Linked DNA regions of Sus scrofa: regions 1 and 3 are each linked to region 2. Evidence: chromatin contacts called from public HiChIP or PLAC-seq data. All regions are on one chromosome and are shown on one strand. The core of a region is the stretch at or near the end of the contact, and the rest is flanking DNA. Distances in the headings are between cores, read along the strand shown. Region 1 overlaps LOC110257070 (a long non-coding RNA gene). Region 2 has its middle 370 kb from the start of MTX2. Region 3 has its middle 220 kb from the start of MTX2.

What was found. HiChIP or PLAC-seq counts read pairs in DNA pulled down with a chosen protein or histone mark.
Region 1: a contact with region 2 is called in an H3K27ac HiChIP or PLAC-seq map of skeletal muscle, with 9 times the contacts expected there. The contact joins two enhancer-like sites. A contact is called at or near these places in 11 of 47 Hi-C or Micro-C datasets (embryonic fibroblasts, epiblast stem cells, fetal heart ventricle and 7 more) and 1 of 2 datasets of contacts at active chromatin or transcription factors (skeletal muscle).
Region 3: an H3K27ac HiChIP or PLAC-seq map of skeletal muscle shows a contact between it and region 2. The contact joins two enhancer-like sites. A contact is called at or near these places in 5 of 47 Hi-C or Micro-C datasets (embryonic fibroblasts, epiblast stem cells, skeletal muscle and 1 more) and 1 of 2 datasets of contacts at active chromatin or transcription factors (skeletal muscle).

The regions. Positions count from the first base shown.
Region 1 is chr15:82,247,771-82,250,692 of Sscrofa11.1, reverse strand. All of the region lies in intron 2 of LOC110257070 (a long non-coding RNA gene), which reads right to left. Among named protein-coding and RNA genes, the nearest start is that of MTX2, 190 kb to the right of the region's middle. Within about 2 kb of position 1,577, at least 12 of the 83 cell types and tissues checked have an H3K27ac peak or open chromatin away from gene starts, as enhancers often do. A contact at or near this core is called in fetal skeletal muscle, retroperitoneal adipose tissue, skeletal muscle and 1 more, where this site is marked.
Region 2 is chr15:82,425,671-82,428,370 of Sscrofa11.1, reverse strand. No RefSeq gene overlaps it. Among named protein-coding and RNA genes, the nearest start is that of MTX2, 370 kb to the right of the region's middle. Within about 2 kb of position 1,405, at least 33 of the 83 cell types and tissues checked have an H3K27ac peak or open chromatin away from gene starts, as enhancers often do. A contact at or near this core is called in fetal skeletal muscle, retroperitoneal adipose tissue, skeletal muscle and 1 more, where this site is marked.
Region 3 is chr15:82,279,901-82,282,709 of Sscrofa11.1, reverse strand. No RefSeq gene overlaps it. Among named protein-coding and RNA genes, the nearest start is that of MTX2, 220 kb to the right of the region's middle. Within about 2 kb of position 1,324, at least 29 of the 83 cell types and tissues checked have an H3K27ac peak or open chromatin away from gene starts, as enhancers often do. A contact at or near this core is called in skeletal muscle and subcutaneous adipose tissue, where this site is marked.

The DNA of each region.
Region 1 (2,922 bases), core at 328-2,827, 180 kb after region 2:
CGATGTAAATACTCTGCTACTTAGCAGGTGCAATATTAACGGTGGCACAAAGAAGGAGAGGTGGTCTCTACAGAGACGGGGCAAGGAGGTGACCCTTGCTCTGGGGCCTGCAGGAGGTTTGGTTAACCCCAAGGTCTCTGGAGTCAGACTGCCCAGGGTTCTAATCCTAGAGTGATGGGGAATTTGGGTGACTGACTTCTCAGCAGCCTTATTTTCTTTACCTGTTAAATGGAGAGATTAAAAGTCCCTGCCTTTGGAATGTGATGAGAATTCAGGAAAAAAACTGGTATGTTATCTGTCTTCAGACAGTGGGTCTCCCATCAATGGTGGCTGTTACTCAAATTCTGGCCAGTAAGAGGAAACTGTGCCTGTGCTGAGCACTTTGCAAAATTGGTGAAAAGATAAGGTGCAAAACCACCTTCCAACCAGAGAGAGGCACACACATCATGATACCCTGTGAAAAAAGCACTAGGCTCCTAATAATAGTTCATTGTGGTCACATCGCACAACTGTCTTCTTTTTTTTTGGTCTTTTTGCTATTTCTTTGGGCCGCTTCTGCGGCATATGGAGGTTCCCAGGCTAGGGGTCTAATCGGAGCTGTAGCCACTGGCCTACGCCAGAGCCACAGCAACGCGGATCCGAGCCGCGTCTGCAACCTACACCACAGCTCACGGCAACGCCGGATCGTTAACCCACTGAGCAAGGCCAGGGATCGAACCCGCAACCTCATGGTTCCTAGTCGGATTTGTTAACCACTGCGCCACGACAGGAACTCCCCCACACAACTGTCTTCTAAGGGCTGTCACAGTTACTGAAGCCAAAGGCTTCCTTTCTGGAGCTGGTTGGAAAAGCCTTACAGAGAGCGTTAAAAATTGCTCTCTAACAATTTGGCTTTCCCCACGTCTCCCTACGGTGGACTCTCAGAAACTCCACTAAAACATTCATCATTAAACAAATTATAGTTTTCCATGACAATAGTATCAAAGCTGCAGGCACTATTCACCAGGACACTGAAGATGTGCTTTAGGTTCCGGAAGGAGGGGAAACCAATAGTCTCTGCGATCAAGAACTTGCCTTTGACCTCATCTTAGTTGGAGGGTTTGGGTGCCACTTGATCAGCTTCTTATCTTTCCCATTATATATCCCCATATTAATTAAAGTATGACCTCCTCAGCTACCATGGTTCTCAAACATCTGCATGATGCAGAATGATCCAGAGAGCTTGTGAAAGCCCTGACTGCTGGGTCTTACCCCAGAATTTCTTGCTCAGGAGGTCCGGCATGAGGCACTAGCAATCACATTTTCATCAATTTCCAGGTGAAGTAATGCTGCTGGCTAGAGACACACTTCGAGAACCAGTTACCTGCCCCAACGCACAGGCATTTGGAAAAAGAAATTGTTTAAGGCTGCCTTTCTTTTTAAAAGAATTCCGACAGTAGTAGAGCTACTTTCGGATAAAGTTCAATGCACACAGCTTAGGAAGTTTCTAAAGGGTGGACCTTCTGAGAGGCACTGAGTCAAGAGCTGATCGGTTGCAGCTGCTCTGATGAAATGTCCTATAATCAGCGGCTGCTTGTCTCCGCAGACCTCCCTTAGCACAAAGGGTTCCCAGCCCAGCTGCCTGCTCCCAGCTTCCTGGAGCAGACTGCAGCTGGCCCCACTTCCCTCTGCGAAGGGGACCCGTGGGTGTGGCGAGGATCTGAGCCCAGCGGACTTCCCCCCCCCCCGCCCCCACTTCCTCCCACCTCCTGATGTCAGCTCGCCTTGCCGGCCCTTGAGAGCAACTGCTGGAGGTTTGGTTGTCATGGTAACTGATCCTCCATCCACAGCGTGGTAGAGGAACCCGGGTGGAGGATTGATGGGTGGGCTACACCACTCCCCTTTCCCCAAATGATAAAAATGTTCACCACTGGGAAACCCTTCCTTTGGATTAAGCACTTTTCCATCCAAGAATCCCATCTTACCATGCAAACAGTCCTCAGGAGGAGCAGAGATTCCTTTATCACATGGAGACAGGTACCAGTCTCAGAGGAGAGATTACAGACCTCACCCATGAAGGGATGCTGATTTCAGCACTTTGCCTCCCATACAACTCTTCTGAAGTCCCACTGAGGTACTCTCTGAGGTTGGGGAGGAGACTGACCCTGCCTGCAACAGACTGAGGTTGGGATCAGGAGCTCTCGCTACACATGGCAATGTTTTTAAAACGTTACGACCAAAAGCTGAAGACTAGGAATGGTCACCAAGCAACTTATCAGTCTGCCTGTGGTGGAACTATGGAGAAATGAAGAAATGTCCTTTGCAATTGGAATCCTACTGAACAGCACAATCTGTTGATGTTCCAGGACAAATGCACCTTCATGTTTTTGTATTTTACTTTATATTTTATTTTACTATCATCTATTTTAAGATCTTGAATCAGGTTTTACATAAAAGGACTGAAGCCAGGATGTTTGGGAAATTAACAGATGATATTTAGCAAACATTTTGACGGGTCATAAAGAAACATCTGCAGCGGGTCTGGGACTAAGAGTTGTGTGTTGGGGAAAGGAGGCCTCTCTCCTGCAGCTGCATTAGGTTACTGGGTTGAGGGGAGCTGAGTTCAGAGCAGATGGTGGTGCAATTCAGGGACTTACCAGCAGGGGGAAACCTTTTGCAGTAAACTCTGTCCTTTTTTATAGCTTTGCTCCCTAGCAGCAGACTTCACAGATGATTGGCGTTTTGATTTCCCTAACCCTCTGCTTCCTCCTTCACAGCAGACACTCCCCTCTAGGAAGCTTTCCTCCCAGCTCTTATGAAAATGGACATTTTGATGAGAGGTGCCTCTTGTGGTGAGGATTAAAAGCAAAATCTGAAGAAGGAAGACAGTCAATGAAATTAAATAGATTACAAAGAAGGTTGACTATATACTCACAAAAGTTT
Region 2 (2,700 bases), core at 156-2,655:
GAAAAAGCTGCAATATCTGTCCTCAGGAAGTCTTAGCCAAAAAAATCAAAATAAAATAAAAGCAGCATACTGTGGTTCTTTGGTACAAGGCAGAAAGCAGAGTCCTCAAGTCACTATTCCCCTGTTTTGAGAAACAAAACAAAAAGCAACAGCAAAAGGTGCAGTTTGGCAGGAGGGGGGCAGTTCCTTAAAACGTATGGAGTCCTCCTGGGCCCCTCCCCATGCCTTCTCTCGGGCGTGGACTGGAGAAGTCGCACCGATCGACACCAGTGTCACCATCGGCTGCTTAAATGCCACAAAAGTACACTTAGAAATGAGAAGAAAGTGACTGACACGGATATGCTGAGCCAGCCCCACTGCCACTAGAACAGCCTTAAATGCCCACACAAGGAGAATAAAAAGAAAAGCACATTTTGCAATAGAATAAATTCTCTCTTTTTTTTTTTAAATTGAGACCGCAGAAAGTCACATGACCCTGCCTGTAGCCTTTTAGGAAAGCAACCGAAATGGTAAAGACGGACGCGGGGGGCTGCCTCCTTCCTGCAGCCGCCTCTCAGCCCGTCCTGCCGCGTGTCCGCATTCTTCTGGGCGCATCTGTGGAGCTATTAAGTGGGATAATCCCTCTGGCCTTTGATACATTTCTGGACATGATTATTTCATTACTCGCAGTATATCAGTAGGATCATAATAAAAAGGACTTCTGACAACCTGCCAAGAGTTTTGTGGCCTTGTAAACACAAAAGTGCTCTAATAAAATTTTATTAAGTGTTAAAAAGTCATAAAAAGTGAAATAACATAAACTACAAAATTTACTGTCCTCAGCAAATGCTGAAAATATCGTCCACAGTAAAATTAAATTAGCATGTAATAGACAGAGAAGCGGTGTGGAGTGGATTTAAAAGAGGATCCAGGGAAAATGACACTGTAACCCAATCTGGGTCACGGGGATTTAATTCGGATTCTTCTCCCTAAATGTGAATAAATGTGCTGATTACAGACAAGAGCTCCGGGGTTACTGGAGTCTCACACATTGTCAATACTTTGGAAGAAATAATATATTGCGGATTGTAATGAGCTGGGGAGACCCAGCGAACGTCGCGGGGAGCAGGCGAGGGGCAGGGCGGCCACTAGGGTGCGCTGCGAGACCGGGAATCCCCGCCCGGGCGCCCCCGCCGCCGCGCCGCCTGAAGCCGCGCGTAGGTCGGGCCCTCACCCTCCTCGAACTCGAATTTATGGTTCTTTCTCCCTCCCCTCCCCCCTTTTTCCCCTTTCCCCCTCTCCTGTGACATTTTCTCCAAATCGGAAAGTGATGTGCAAGCCGAGCTTTGCCGCAGGCGACCCTCGGTCTCCGCTTTCAGACTCGAGGTCTCTGGGTGGGATGCGCTGCCTGCAGCGACGCCGACCCGAGGGACCGGATGGGGCCCCCAGCGCCGCGCCGCGGACCGGACCTCTCCGCCGGCTGAGGCGGAGGAGCGCGCGAGGCCCACGTCCGGCTCCGCCCGAGGCGGCGGGGCGCTCGGAGCTCAGCGGGCCGCCTTCCTCGCCGCGGGTTCAAGGGCATCCCGGGGGCTGGATCCCGCAGCGCTGGGAGCGAGTTCTTCCCGGCTCAGACTCCTCTCCGGAGTCCGGCGCGCCCTGCCGCTCCCGGCACCCCTTCCCTGGCCCGCCTGTCCGCGCTGGGCCGCCGGCCTCCCGCAGGGATCCAGGAGCGCCCTCGCCGGCCCCGGCCCCGGGCCCACGAGTGCGGGCTCCCCCAAGTCCTACGTGGAGGCTCCGCCTGGAAAAGAAGTCCGACTTCCTCTCCACGCTGCTCCAAGTGGAATCTGAAATCGGCAGGAAATTGCTCGAGCACCCAGCCTGCGCCTTTGCAGTCAACCCTCGCTCTGCTGAAGAGAAGCAGCTCCCACCAAAGTCTTGCCTCCCCCTCCCCCCGAATGCCCCGCGCAGGTTTGTAAAGAGGGGTGCGAGGTCTGCAAAGTATTTGTCTTCGAAGGAGAAAAATGTCGGTGCCCAATGAAAGACGGGTGCTTTTTAGCTAGAGCTTACCAGCGGGCCACGTCTGGGTTTGCGGCCCCAAATGGTGTAAACGCTGCTGTACGAGGAGTCGATATCAGGAGTGTCTTAATTAGAATTTAGTGATATAGGAAATAAATGAGCAGTGACACATTTCGTGACATCATTTTTTCCTCAAAGATGCCCAGAGTTTTAAGCTGCATTTAAGAATGACCTACATTTTGCCAGAAAGTAAATCTTTTTAAGTAAACCGCTTGCTAAAGCCCAGAGAGGTAAGTGTAAGCTACCACCCGAGATCCTTTAGTTTTCTGTTGAGGCTTGTGCGGGTGACTAGGGTGAGGATGCCTTATATTTTTAATTTTCCAGATGGCCAGAGCATTTGATGTGTACGTGGTAAGGTAATGTTCAAGGCGAATGGAAGACCCGAGGACCTTTTGATAAGTAATGTTCACTTGACACTTTAGCCTAAAATAACTGTAATTAGTTTAAAGTGGGAATTAGAGCCCCGTGTTTTAGACTTTTTTTGGTCAGAAGCTATATGGGGAAAAGTGTTTTTTAACAATTTTTAAGCAACCCCCTTTACTGTCATTTGCAAAGTATCGAATTTGAAATAGCCTGGCCTGGAACTTGGAGCTAAACAGCAAACAATTTACATGTGATTTGACATTTGCTATTTAAAGGCTTTGA
Region 3 (2,809 bases), core at 75-2,574, 150 kb after region 2:
ATGACAAAAGAAAAATGATTATAATATATCAAGTATGTCATTTGAATCTAGCCTCATTGCCAGAGCCCTTTACAGCATCCCTGTGAAGTAAATGGCCGTCATTCTCCCCATTTCCCAGAAAGAGAAGTGGTCAAGTTAAATACTACATCCACGGTCAGACAGTGAGTCGACAGCATAACAAAGAACTTTCCAGAGCTTTCCAGAACTGGCCCTGGGACAAGGCACTTGGTGCACAAGGGCCGAAAACTAAAACTCCTTTTCTTTTCCCCAAGGCAGACCGTGAAACTGTAAAGATGAGCTGGCATTTTGTTTTATTTTGTGTAATAAACGGTTCTTTTCACAGCAGTTGGCCCTGGGGGAGTTTCAAATAGCACTGCTTGGCTGCAGCTGTGGGTGTGGCCACACTCCATCCAAAGGCAACTTGGAGACCACAGCTGTGTCAGGCAGAAAGGATCTTAAACTTTACATCTGGGCTGCACACTTTCAAGTTCACTCCCCCAAACAAGTTGAGTCATTTCACAAGCCAGAACCCCTCAGATGGAGGTTCTGTTCTTCCTCTGCCTTTGGTTACTTAGGAGGCACCTCAGATATCCCTGGAGACTGACACCCACATTTGGCTCCGGCTGATTCTGAATGGTCCCTGAGCCACTTCTCTCCTAGTCAGGAGAAGACCCAACTTTTGAACTGATAAAAATGGTCAGCATTTTCACAGGGGTTATTGGATGGTAGGGGTTTTTCGTTGTCTTTGTTTTTTCGTTTATATCTCATGGGTCCTTTCTGTGTGTGCCTATCACAGGCCGCTCTAACATCTGGAACGCGTCCCCATATCCAGTGGATTCATATACATTTCCAGGAAATTTTTCTTCAAGCGTTTTGCTTTAAGTCTCTGCTTCCAGCTGGAGCAAATAATTGACAAAGTCAGCCTCCATCCTTAGTGCCCAAACCTAAGGACGGAAGTGTGAACTCTGAACCCCTTCTCACCCTGTAAGTGGAAGGAACAATCACACTTCTTTGTTTCAGGGAAGAAGAGATCTGGGCTTGTGAATGGCTTCTTTTCTGACTGGATTACAGGAACGTCAAAATGGGCACCATCTGAGAGCGCGCGCCCGAGAAAGCTCAGCCCCAGCCACGTGACCCCGGCTTCTGCCTCACGACCCCCGCGTCCTAGCACCGCTGCAGGGAGGTCCTGGGAGGCCAGGAGCTCCTGGGGCTGCTGTCTGGAGACCCGCCGCCAGGGGGCGCTCCGCGCGCCGGGAGAGCGGCCTTTGTGTGGGTGCTTCTGGGCCCGGTCTGGGCGGAGGTTGCGTGGGCCGCTGTCGGCACTCGCGCGATGAGTCAGCTATCCCTTTGCTTTGCAGTGGGAAGAGCCGGCATCCCGGCGATCGGAATCGCAATCGGTCTTTTCGGCGGATGTTCACGCTGCATGGGCCCGCAGGCCTTGCTCTTTCCGCATCTTCAGGCTTCGACGACTGAACAGCCGGCGCAGAACCCACAACGCGCTCGCGTCCCGCCAGGCACCCGGCGCCGAGGCCACGAGGCAGACCCCCTGGGCTCAGAGAGATGCGGCCGGGAACAGCTCGAACAAAACCTGCGCGGAGTGCCAGCGGGAGGGCCACTTAAAGGCGGGGAGGCGTGTGCCTGGGAGAGAGAACAGAGCTGGAGGGCAAGGGCGGGGCGGGGTGCGGGGAACGGGGCGTGGGAGGGGGGCGGGCAGAAACAGAGACCGAGAGCCACCCAACAAGTTCCCGGTGCAAAGCCACATGCTGTCTCCGAGGAGAGGCAGGCACGTGTCCTTCGGGGGAACCCTGCCTTTGGGTGCTTGTGGGGAGACAGAAGAGTGAGCAAGTCTTTCAGTAGAAGACAATGGGTTTAGAGGTGTGACAAACAGAATGAGACGCACCAGCCTTCTCAGGGACCCTCTTCCTCAACACCCCCTCAGAGTCACATCGGCTTCTCTGTGGAGTGTCAGGCTAGCCTGGAAGAGGTTCTGTGATGTAAGGGTCAGGGAAGAGCGATAAAAACAAGTTCTTTTCCACTAGAGACTCAGAACCACTTCCTGGGACCATAGTGCTTTCTACCCTTGTCACTCTTGCTTCTGCTCCGTGTCAGCCATCTAACTGCCTGGTATTCCTATAGACTTGGGACCCATTTGCTGATACCACCAAGGGGGAAAGGCCGAATGTGACACCTCCCCACCCCCCCACCCCGAATAAAGATCGCTGGAAACATCTTTAGCCCGACTTCCTCGGTCTGAAAGAGGAGGAGCAATAGAAGTGTGGCCACTCAGGTTTAAACACTGGCTTTGAATTTTCAACGCCACTTGTGGTGCAATAGGATGCGTAGCAGGGGCTCGGTGAGTCATGTCATTCCATTTTGGGAGATGAGCCCTTCAACTCCTAAAATAAATCGTTTTTAAAATAGAGCATGGCTGAGGCACGTGGTCTTTTCCTGGTCTTCTTTTCATCAGTAAAATCCAGACGTTGGACCAAGTTACCTTTCAGCTTCAAAATTAGAAGAAACGATTTGTCTGTTCAGGGATTTGCAGAGGAACGCTCCTTATTAACGTGTATAATGCAGTGGTGGGATGAGGAACATGGAAAAGAAGTTTTCCAAAGTAGGGAATGAAGTCGCACAGCATTTTCTCCAACGGAATCTCCATTTCCAAATTTTGCTTTTTTTTTTTTTTTTTTTTTTTTTTTTGGTGTGTGTGTCTTTTTGTCTTTTTGCCTTTTCTAGAGCCACTCCCGTGGCATATGGAGGTTCCCAGGCTAGGGGTCCAATCGAAGCTGTAGCTTGCCAGACCCACAGC